Regions from separate parts of the Mus musculus genome. Here all the other regions are linked to region 2. The links are chromatin contacts, called in public ChIA-PET and HiChIP or PLAC-seq maps. All regions are on one chromosome and are shown on one strand. The core of a region is the stretch at or near the end of the contact, and the rest is flanking DNA. Distances in the headings are between cores, read along the strand shown.

What was found. ChIA-PET counts read pairs in DNA pulled down with a chosen protein or histone mark. HiChIP or PLAC-seq counts read pairs in DNA pulled down with a chosen protein or histone mark.
Region 1: an H3K4me3 HiChIP or PLAC-seq map of forebrain shows a contact between it and region 2, with 4 times the contacts expected there. The contact joins two enhancer-like sites. A contact is called at or near these places in 6 of 39 promoter capture datasets (the 3T3-L1 cell line, 3T3-L1-derived adipocytes, hippocampal neurons and 3 more), 1 of 15 datasets of contacts at CTCF or cohesin (the NIH/3T3 cell line), 13 of 484 Hi-C or Micro-C datasets (CD4 T cells, the N1E-115 cell line, cardiomyocytes and 8 more) and 11 of 115 datasets of contacts at active chromatin or transcription factors (astrocytes, bone marrow-derived macrophages, embryonic basal ganglia and 7 more).
Region 3: a contact with region 2 is called in an RNA polymerase II ChIA-PET map of memory CD8 T cells, with 74 read pairs. The contact joins two enhancer-like sites. A contact is called at or near these places in 2 of 39 promoter capture datasets (the C10 cell line and liver), 1 of 15 datasets of contacts at CTCF or cohesin (the NIH/3T3 cell line), 1 of 484 Hi-C or Micro-C datasets (bone marrow-derived macrophages), 30 of 115 datasets of contacts at active chromatin or transcription factors (the 230-238 cell line, CD8 T cells, DN3 thymocytes and 21 more) and 1 of 9 other capture datasets (bone marrow-derived macrophages).

The regions. Positions count from the first base shown.
Region 1 is chr14:61,330,118-61,332,817 of GRCm38.p6, forward strand. No RefSeq gene overlaps it. Among named protein-coding and RNA genes, the nearest start is that of Gm25716, 12 kb to the right of the region's middle. Within about 2 kb of position 1,389, at least 57 of the 459 cell types and tissues checked have an H3K27ac peak or open chromatin away from gene starts, as enhancers often do. A contact at or near this core is called in the N1E-115 cell line, astrocytes, bone marrow-derived macrophages and 5 more, where this site is marked.
Region 2 is chr14:61,647,036-61,649,735 of GRCm38.p6, forward strand. The region is part of intron 1 of Dleu2 (deleted in lymphocytic leukemia, 2); the gene reads right to left. Among named protein-coding and RNA genes, the nearest start is that of Mir15a, 16 kb to the left of the region's middle. Within about 2 kb of position 1,351, at least 436 of the 459 cell types and tissues checked have an H3K27ac peak or open chromatin away from gene starts, as enhancers often do. A contact at or near this core is called in the N1E-115 cell line, astrocytes, bone marrow-derived macrophages and 6 more, where this site is marked.
Region 3 is chr14:62,015,711-62,018,410 of GRCm38.p6, forward strand. No RefSeq gene overlaps it. Among named protein-coding and RNA genes, the nearest start is that of Gm35307, 18 kb to the right of the region's middle. Within about 2 kb of position 1,326, at least 12 of the 459 cell types and tissues checked have an H3K27ac peak or open chromatin away from gene starts, as enhancers often do. A contact at or near this core is called in memory CD8 T cells, where this site is marked.

The DNA.
Region 1 (2,700 bases), core at 139-2,638, 320 kb before region 2:
GGGAGGTGGGTCCCCTCTTGGTCCCATCACCACCAGTTTCCATGAATGATGTCACTTGTGGTTATTCTTCAGGTATGGTTATGTTGGGGGAACCCAGCTGGGGGCAATGCAGGGACCCAGAGGGTCAGGCAAGGGGAAGGGGGCTCACATAATTGAGGATTCTCTCTCCTGGATTTAGGACTATCCCCTGGTCCTCTCCTGGCTGGAACAGAGAGTCGCTGACCCCTCACCCCTTTATGGTTGTTCTGAGATGTCCCCCTCTCTGGAAGACAATGATGATAGAATACACTCAGGGCCTGTTCCATAAATAACTGCTTGAGCTGAAGCAGGAAAGCCAGTCTAAGGAGGGTTTTTAACGTGCTCAGTCTCACAGGAGCACATGTTAAGCGCTGTACCAACCATTCCGGAGAAAGCTAAGAGGCAGGGGAGCACGCCTCTTGCAGAGCGAGCGGTTCCAATCCTCTTGCAGAGCGAGCGGTTCCAATCCAGTCTCACTGAGCACACAGCTAGGATCTAGCTCTGTGGCAGTGTAGCCGCAGATCCTCCCTCCCGTACCCATGGCACCAGGCAGACCTCTCAGCTTTCCTTGCCAAGTTCTTTGGTAGAATATGATAATCGTCTTTGGGGTTCATGGGATTAATGAGGGCTGGACAATACAGCGAACAGAAGTGCTTTGAAGAGGGACAGATCTGCGCTGGGCACTAACAACAGTCAGGCTTTCCTTGAATGCCTGCCAAGTTGGCATCCCAAATCCACTCCATTCTCTCTTCCACTTACTGCCTAACAAATGGAAAAGGCAAATGAACGGCGGCGGCGTGCGTGGCTTTTATCATGGACACCCTACACCCAAACCCAAGAGTGTTAGGGGAAGGGCCCATTGTCTGGAGATTTTTGAACTCAGACCTTGAAAGAACCGATGTCCTCGGAGCTCACTGTTCTACCCTCCCCCAGCCTTGCCCTAAAAACTCCAGATGCTAAAAATACCCTGGCCACCTGCTGCCCAGGGAGACAGTAAATCACGGGCCTTCTAGCACTAGAATCCCAGCCAGGCCTGGTTCAAGGTGGCCCCGGGCACAAACCCACGAGGTTAAGTTCACGTTTCTCCACCCAGGCTGCTACTAGCAGCTTTCCCTACTGCCCAGGAGGCTACAGGCAGAAGGGCCCAGAGCCAACGGGACCAGCTTGAACTTTCTGGAGCCAACGTGCCGAGTGGGTGAGGGGCAGTCTGGGAAAGGGCTGCTGGGGAAGGAGGCTCCAGGGAAAGGGAGCTGATGAGGCCACAAGAAGCAACTGCTTTACTGTATTAGAATACGGTCTGCACAACCACAAGTTGCCATACTGCGCTGTCTTGTTATTCGGAGGCCACCAGATGGCGCTGTTAACAAGGAACTCATGTATCTGTGGTGTGTGCTATTCCCTAGATGGGAAGAGAATTACTGGAGACAGCTCTTGCTTGACCTGGGCACACAGTGGCACATGGAGGAAATTTGCTACACACACACACACACACACACACACACACACACACACACACACACACACACACACCTCTAAACCAAAACACAGGCAAGAATGTCAAAGGTCAATTCACTTTCATTCTTAACACAGGACCACAGGCAAGAAATGAGAGGCAAATTAAATTTTAATGGACTTTTCAGCAAAAGGTTTCATCAACAAAGACAGTTGTGGGGACAAGTGCAGATTATATTTGAAAATTTGGGGATCCCTGAGAGTTTTCTAGAAAGCTATGTTATTACAGGTAACTGCTATCACACCAGTCAGTGGTGGCACATACCATTAATCCCAGCATACCAAAGGCAAAAACAGGCAGATACCTGAGTTCAAGGCCAGTCAGGTCTATAGAGTAGGTTCCAGGACAGCCAGGGCTACACAGAGAAGCCCTGTCTGGAAAACCAAACCAAACCAACCAACCAACCAACCAAAAACAATAATAAAAAGACAAACTGCTGTCAATCAGCTGCACGGTCCAATCAGTAAAATATAAAAACAGAGCAGTGCATAAGCTACAAGATAAGTGATGACGTTAAGGGCTACTCAAGTGTAATGAGTAGATCCACGTGATTGGAAATTACTTTGTGGTGGTTTGAATGAGAGTGGCCCCCCCTAGGCTCACGTGAGAATGCTTGGTCCCCAGTTGGTGGAACTGTTTGAAGGATTAGGAATGTGGGCTTGTTGGAAGAGGACTGACTGCCTTTAAGTTTTCAAAAGTCCAGGCTATTCTCAGTGTGTTCTTTCTTCTCTCTGCCTCACATAGACCACGGTGCAAGCTCTCAGCTACTGCCCCAGCACCATCCCTGCCTGCCTGCCTGCCTGCCTGCCTCCCACTATGTTTCCCACCATGATGATCATGAACCATGAGCCTCCAACTATAAGTTATATATAACTATATTATAACTTCCTTTATAAGTTACCTTGGTCATGGTGTTCTGTTATGCCGGGAGAAAAGTGACTAAGAAACACAGATCATCATCATCATCATCATCATTATTATTATTATTATTTGTGCATAGCTCACCTTCAACTGAGTGACTTTCAGATCTTTTATGTTCCTGGGGATGCATCTAATATTGTGTGTAATCCTTGCTGTTGGAGTAGAAAGACCACGTTTTTGTTGATGTTCCTGTTTTGGAGGCATGGTCCTGTTATTGTAGCCCAGTTGGCTCTGGACTGGAGCTTCCT
Region 2 (2,700 bases), core at 101-2,600:
CAACAGCAGAAATACAGTTTTCTGAAAACAGCCTCTTTAGTTTTACATTTAAATATATATATTTCAGAACCATCTGAAAGGCTTTTACGGAAGAAACAACTCTATTATGTACTAACTTAAAAAAAAAACTCCGATTTTACATTTTGTATTTATTTGAATAGTTCTCTGTCTAAACACAGTTTTTCGTAGGTCAAGAATTATCAGCTCTGGGATCAACATTCAAACCCCCCAGTCCCGCTTCCTTCCAGCCAATCAGTGGGTAAGAAGCCCGGCGTTTGGGAGCTCCGTTAGACTCAATTTGAAAAACATCACATTGCGCTCCTACTCTTCTGGAAGGGATCTAAATGAGGGCGGGTCCCCCAGTTTTCACAGACACACACCAAATCCAGGGTTCTGATAAAATTCCAGAGGGAGAAAGCTCTGTAGGGGGCCTGCTCTGACTAGCAAGTCACCGAGGGTCTCCTGAAGCCTGAGTCCTCGGCGAATAACCGAGAAGCTGCAGCAAAAGCATCCGCAGAGGATCACTAAGGCAGGTCCGTGCGACCCTCCCGCAGAACGTCCCATGAGCTAAGGGTTAATCTAGGGGTGCTGAGGGAGGAAAGCGACACAAGAGTTTAACGTGGACTCTTCACAAAGACTAGTACCTAGCGAGCATTACCTAAAGTCAAAGCTGTCACTGGCTCATTCAAGAGCTGTCGACTCTGGGTTGACAAAAAGCCAACAGCCAACGAAGAAAAAAAAGAAAGAAAGAAAGAAAGAAAGAAACCCCCCCCCCAAAGGAAAGACAACTCCGCTTTCTTCCGCCTCAGCGTCAGGAGTACCCAAGGAAAGTTGAGGACTGCAAAATGACCGTTAAATCGTAGGTGCAAAGGCTTGTCGGCAGGAGACACCAAGTTTCACGCTACTTTTCCTTGAGACGCTGCGATTCAAGGACCGGAGAAGGAAAAAGTCTTCTAAGAGCCCGACGCCAGGAAATCGCAAGCTCGCAGCCCCGTCCTTCCCTTCACCCCGACACCCCTCCCCCTCGAGCGAGAGAGGGGACCGCCGGGAGAGCAACGACAAAATGACCCAGCTGGATGCGGCCATCCATCCATCCGCCGCGCCCGGGGTCGGGATCCGGCCCGGGACCGGCCCGGCCGGCGTCGTTTCTTCCCCGCACTCCGCAGCGCACCTCGGGGGCCGCGGGCAGCCGTCTCTCCCGCGACCCAAGTTTCCCGGCAGGAGACGGCCTGCGCCCGGACCGCCGTGCACACCGGGGAGGGCGGGCGGGCGCCTGTCGCGGGCGACCCTGCCGCGCCGGCCTAGCTCCCCGGCCGCTCGCGCTGACAGGTCGGGCGGCGGCCGCTCGGCCGTGTCCCGCTCAAACCGCGCCTCCCCTCCCCCAGCTCCGCGCTCCCGCCACCCGAGCGCGGCCGGACGCCGCCCATCCGAGGACACCCAACTTACAGCAACCGGATCCCCTGGGGGAGCTTCTGCCGCGAAAGTGAGGGCAGACCCCGAGTCCGGTCCCTGCTCCCCTCACGGTCCTCCGGTCCCATCGCTGCCACCTCTCGAGACCCGCTTCGCTACTTGAGGCTCTTACCGACTGCGCCGCATCTGGCGAAGCCCCACCGACTGCCCTCTGCTCTAAGTTAATTTTTTTGATGATTTTTGGGGGATTTTCCGGCGTGATCCTAGCGTCGCGCTAGGCTCGGACAGGTTATCCCTTCCCTCCCGCTAGATTGATGAGATCAGGCATCACTCGAAAATGGCGCCGAAAGCGCTGAGACTCCTCATTCAAATTCGTTAGAGCCAACCCCGCCGCCCCGGGGCATGCCGGGAACGCGGGCCGGCTCCACAGCTGTCCCTGCCTCCCCCCACCCACCCCCGCGCGACCCTGCTGCGCATGCGGAAACTTCTACCTCCCTCTCCCCCGGCACATGCGCAGGATCGTCGTGGCGCAAGGCTCTCTACTTCCTCGGTTCCAGTCCCCGCTGTGTCTTGCGCTCCTGTGTGTGCCTGCGTGGCCCCTGTGCGGCAGTGGAGGTGGTCAGCTTTCGGACACTACTCCGGTGACACACTAGTGATGAAACAAATCAGGGACTATCTTAAGAGTTTCGTAAAAACAAGACAAAAACCGCTTTTAACTAAACTCCAAGCCACCGAGTGCGCCTTCGAGCCCTGGGTGGCCGCTCAGGAACTTAAAACCGCGTATCGCTGTCGTGCTCTCGCCCTCCGCCAGCGCCTCCCAGATCTGTCACACCTAAGCCTAGAACCATCTCACGAGGTAGGAATTTTACGGTTCAATCACACGACCAGCGGGCGGCTGTCACACCCCGACGTTTCCCTCCACCCCAGACCTCGAGGTGTGCGACCAGCCCACCATGCACAAGCCTTTGGATTCTGAACTGGAGACGGAGCTTTCGGTTCTGGATTGGAGCCGAAGATGTACAATCTTTTGGACGTCACTAGGGTACTTTTCCAAAAGAAAAAAAAAATAGTGCTAGAGTAAATTATGGACTCACCAGATAGGTTTCCCGTTGTATGAAGCCCCGAAAAAGTTGTAAGAGCCACTGGGTACTGATAATGTGGTACGCATTGTTATCAAACGCTTTGTGGATCAGGTGTCTCACTGCCCACAACACCTCTATGAAGTAGGTATTATTTTTGTTTTATGGCTATTGAAACCTGATGTTCCGATTATAAATTCTGCCGTCTTGC
Region 3 (2,700 bases), core at 76-2,575, 370 kb after region 2:
GTGTATGCTTGTTTGTTTGTTTGTTTGTTTGTTTGTTTTTTGAAAAAGAGAGAAATAATAACAAGTTGGGTAGAGAGGTGAGGATGATATAGAAGTCGGAGGAGGGAGAAAAGATGATCAAAATATATTATAGAATTTGTTTTTCAATTAAAAGGAAAGGTCACAATGTTTTAAATCACAGTTAAGTCATGTCTTCTTTGTGGTAAAACTAGAGGTGACCATTTGAAGTAGAGTAAATGAAAAAGAGGGAGAAGTGGAAGAAGGGGAGGAGGAGGAAGAAGAAGAGGAAGAAGACTAGATTTTCAATATCCCTCATCACTTCACCAAGTGGTCACCCAGGTATTTCTGCTGTCTCATAGGCACCAGGCAACATGCGCCACACACATGCACCTGTAATTCACATGCTTGGCAGAGATAGATTTGCTGGGGCTTGCAGAGAGACCCTGTCTCAAAGAAGAGGAAACTGATACCTTCCTCTGGCCTCCATGTTTATGAATGAACGTGCATGCATGCCCACTTGCACATAGTCTCTCTCTCTCTCTCTCTCTCTCTCTCTCTCTCTCTTTCTCTCTCTCTCTCATTGTGAAGGTTGCTGATACAGAGACAATATTCCTTTTATATTATGGTATTTCATGTAAGAATGTTAAAATAGCCATGAGACATGTGTAAAGCCTTTCTTTTTCACCTGTGAACTTTGAATTTCCTAGGAATATCACAAAAGCCAACCTTGACACTAAAAGCTAGCCCTTAACCTCCTTTGCAGCCCAGATCCTTTTGTCTAGACCAAAGAATTGTACAGAGCGATATACAGATAGTGCAAGCAAAGACTGAGAGGTCAAGGAAGGCTAGACTTCCAAACAGAGATATTTTGAAACCAGCACACTTCCAAGAGTGTGCTGAGAGTGAGAGATAGGTCAGAACAGACAGAGCTTTACAACCTAACTGAGAGTTACACAGACTCCTGGATAGACAGACAGATAAGGAGAGGGACTTTAATACTAGAGGTATTAAAGGTGGCAAATTTTCAAGGTGGTGAGCTTCTTTCTCATCCTCTTGACTTGACACAGATGCCTGGCAGCATAAAACAAAAGCCTATCTCTCACTAGCATGCCTCCTGCTGATGGACAGGCTTAAGGGGTTCAAGGGCAGATCAGCATCTATTATCCAACAGTTTAAGGCCAGTCAACTATCCAATCTTTCTTCAAAGGGATCAAGCCTATATTAGGGAAGGGAAACTCCTCAGAGACTTTAAAAGCCCTGGGCCCCAAGGAGACGGATTTTTCAGTCTTGGCTTTGCAGAGTCTTTTCTGTGTGACTGATTCATGTCTGTGCTTACTCAGCTCCCGGTAAACACAGACTTTCTTTCAACTGTTGATTCTGTCTGTGGTGTTTGAGGTTTCTCTGATGCTACCTGGGTTGTTTGAGGTCTTTCCAGCCTTTTAGTTCTTTAATTGGCAGGGAAAAAAAAAAACCCTATCAAGATCCCTAGACTAACACCACCGCCTCACTGAGCCAGGAATTGAGATTTTATGCTGGCATCCCATGTGGGGTTCTGGCTCATTTGGGTGACCCAGGCTTTCCTGTGTGTGCCCTGCCATATGAAATTCTACATATGACATATACATCGTGTGTCACTTTTCATCTGAGTACTTTCTACATACTGCAGCTGCGGTGTGGATGGGAGAGGTGAGACATTCGCTGTTACAACAAGGCACACTTCTGACACTGTGGGTGCATGTGCCAGCCTCAGATGGGTACATCTTACCGCCCCCGATGCCCGTCTTTCTAATCTGTGCTTAAATCTATGTTCAAACATCTTCCTATTGAGAAGAGGGCAGGCAGTAAAATCTGAGAAGGCCTTGTACAAAGCCTTCCAGAGTTAGTGTATAAAAACCAAGTGAGCAAAGAGGATGGCCAAGAACCTTCCAGCTAGGCCGTCTAAGAGGGGCTTGTGTCACTGGTGTGGGTGTACCCCACAGTAGCCCCTCTCATAATAGGATCTCAACATACACACCCTGGGGTGGAGATTTAAAAATGCTATAGTTGAACATGTGCTGTGAGGAGTTCTATTTGGAACTAATGCAACAGACTATGCAAGCGCAGATAAGCCTGAGCTAGGACACTGAGCTGCAAGCCTGTGCTAAGACAGCAAAGCCCCATGCTTTTGTGTGTGCAATGTTTCCTTGAGCTACTCAGTTTCTTCTTTACTTTGGCCTGTGACCTCCGAATGGGAAGTTTACTGTCTCTTAGTAAATGGTCTCTGGTTTGGCTCCAACTAAGTCGTCTCCTGCTTCTTATCTGGGGACACAAGAACTGAGGCAGCTCGTAGGTATTCTTCAAACATATTCTCACTTGGAAACTAATTTTTACTTGAGTAGAGGTCTCTGAAAGGAACCCTGGATGCTGTGGGTGGGAAGCATGGAACTGTATCTCCGGCTCCTGCCGCACTGTCCTAACAGGATGACTAATACCCATCCCCTGACTCTAGCCCCTATGGGCATAACATGATCATACCACTATACCTGGTATAATCTTAATGGGTAGTTAGGTTTTAATAAAACAAATGGAGATACCAAAATTCCCTAGTAGAAGTAGGGGAAGGCCCCTCACTCAGGATTCCACCCCTTTCCCCCATTGCTCCCTTCTGCCTTGGGTGTTTGCATCCCTTGCTGTAACTGATCTGGGGAGATGCTAGCGCAT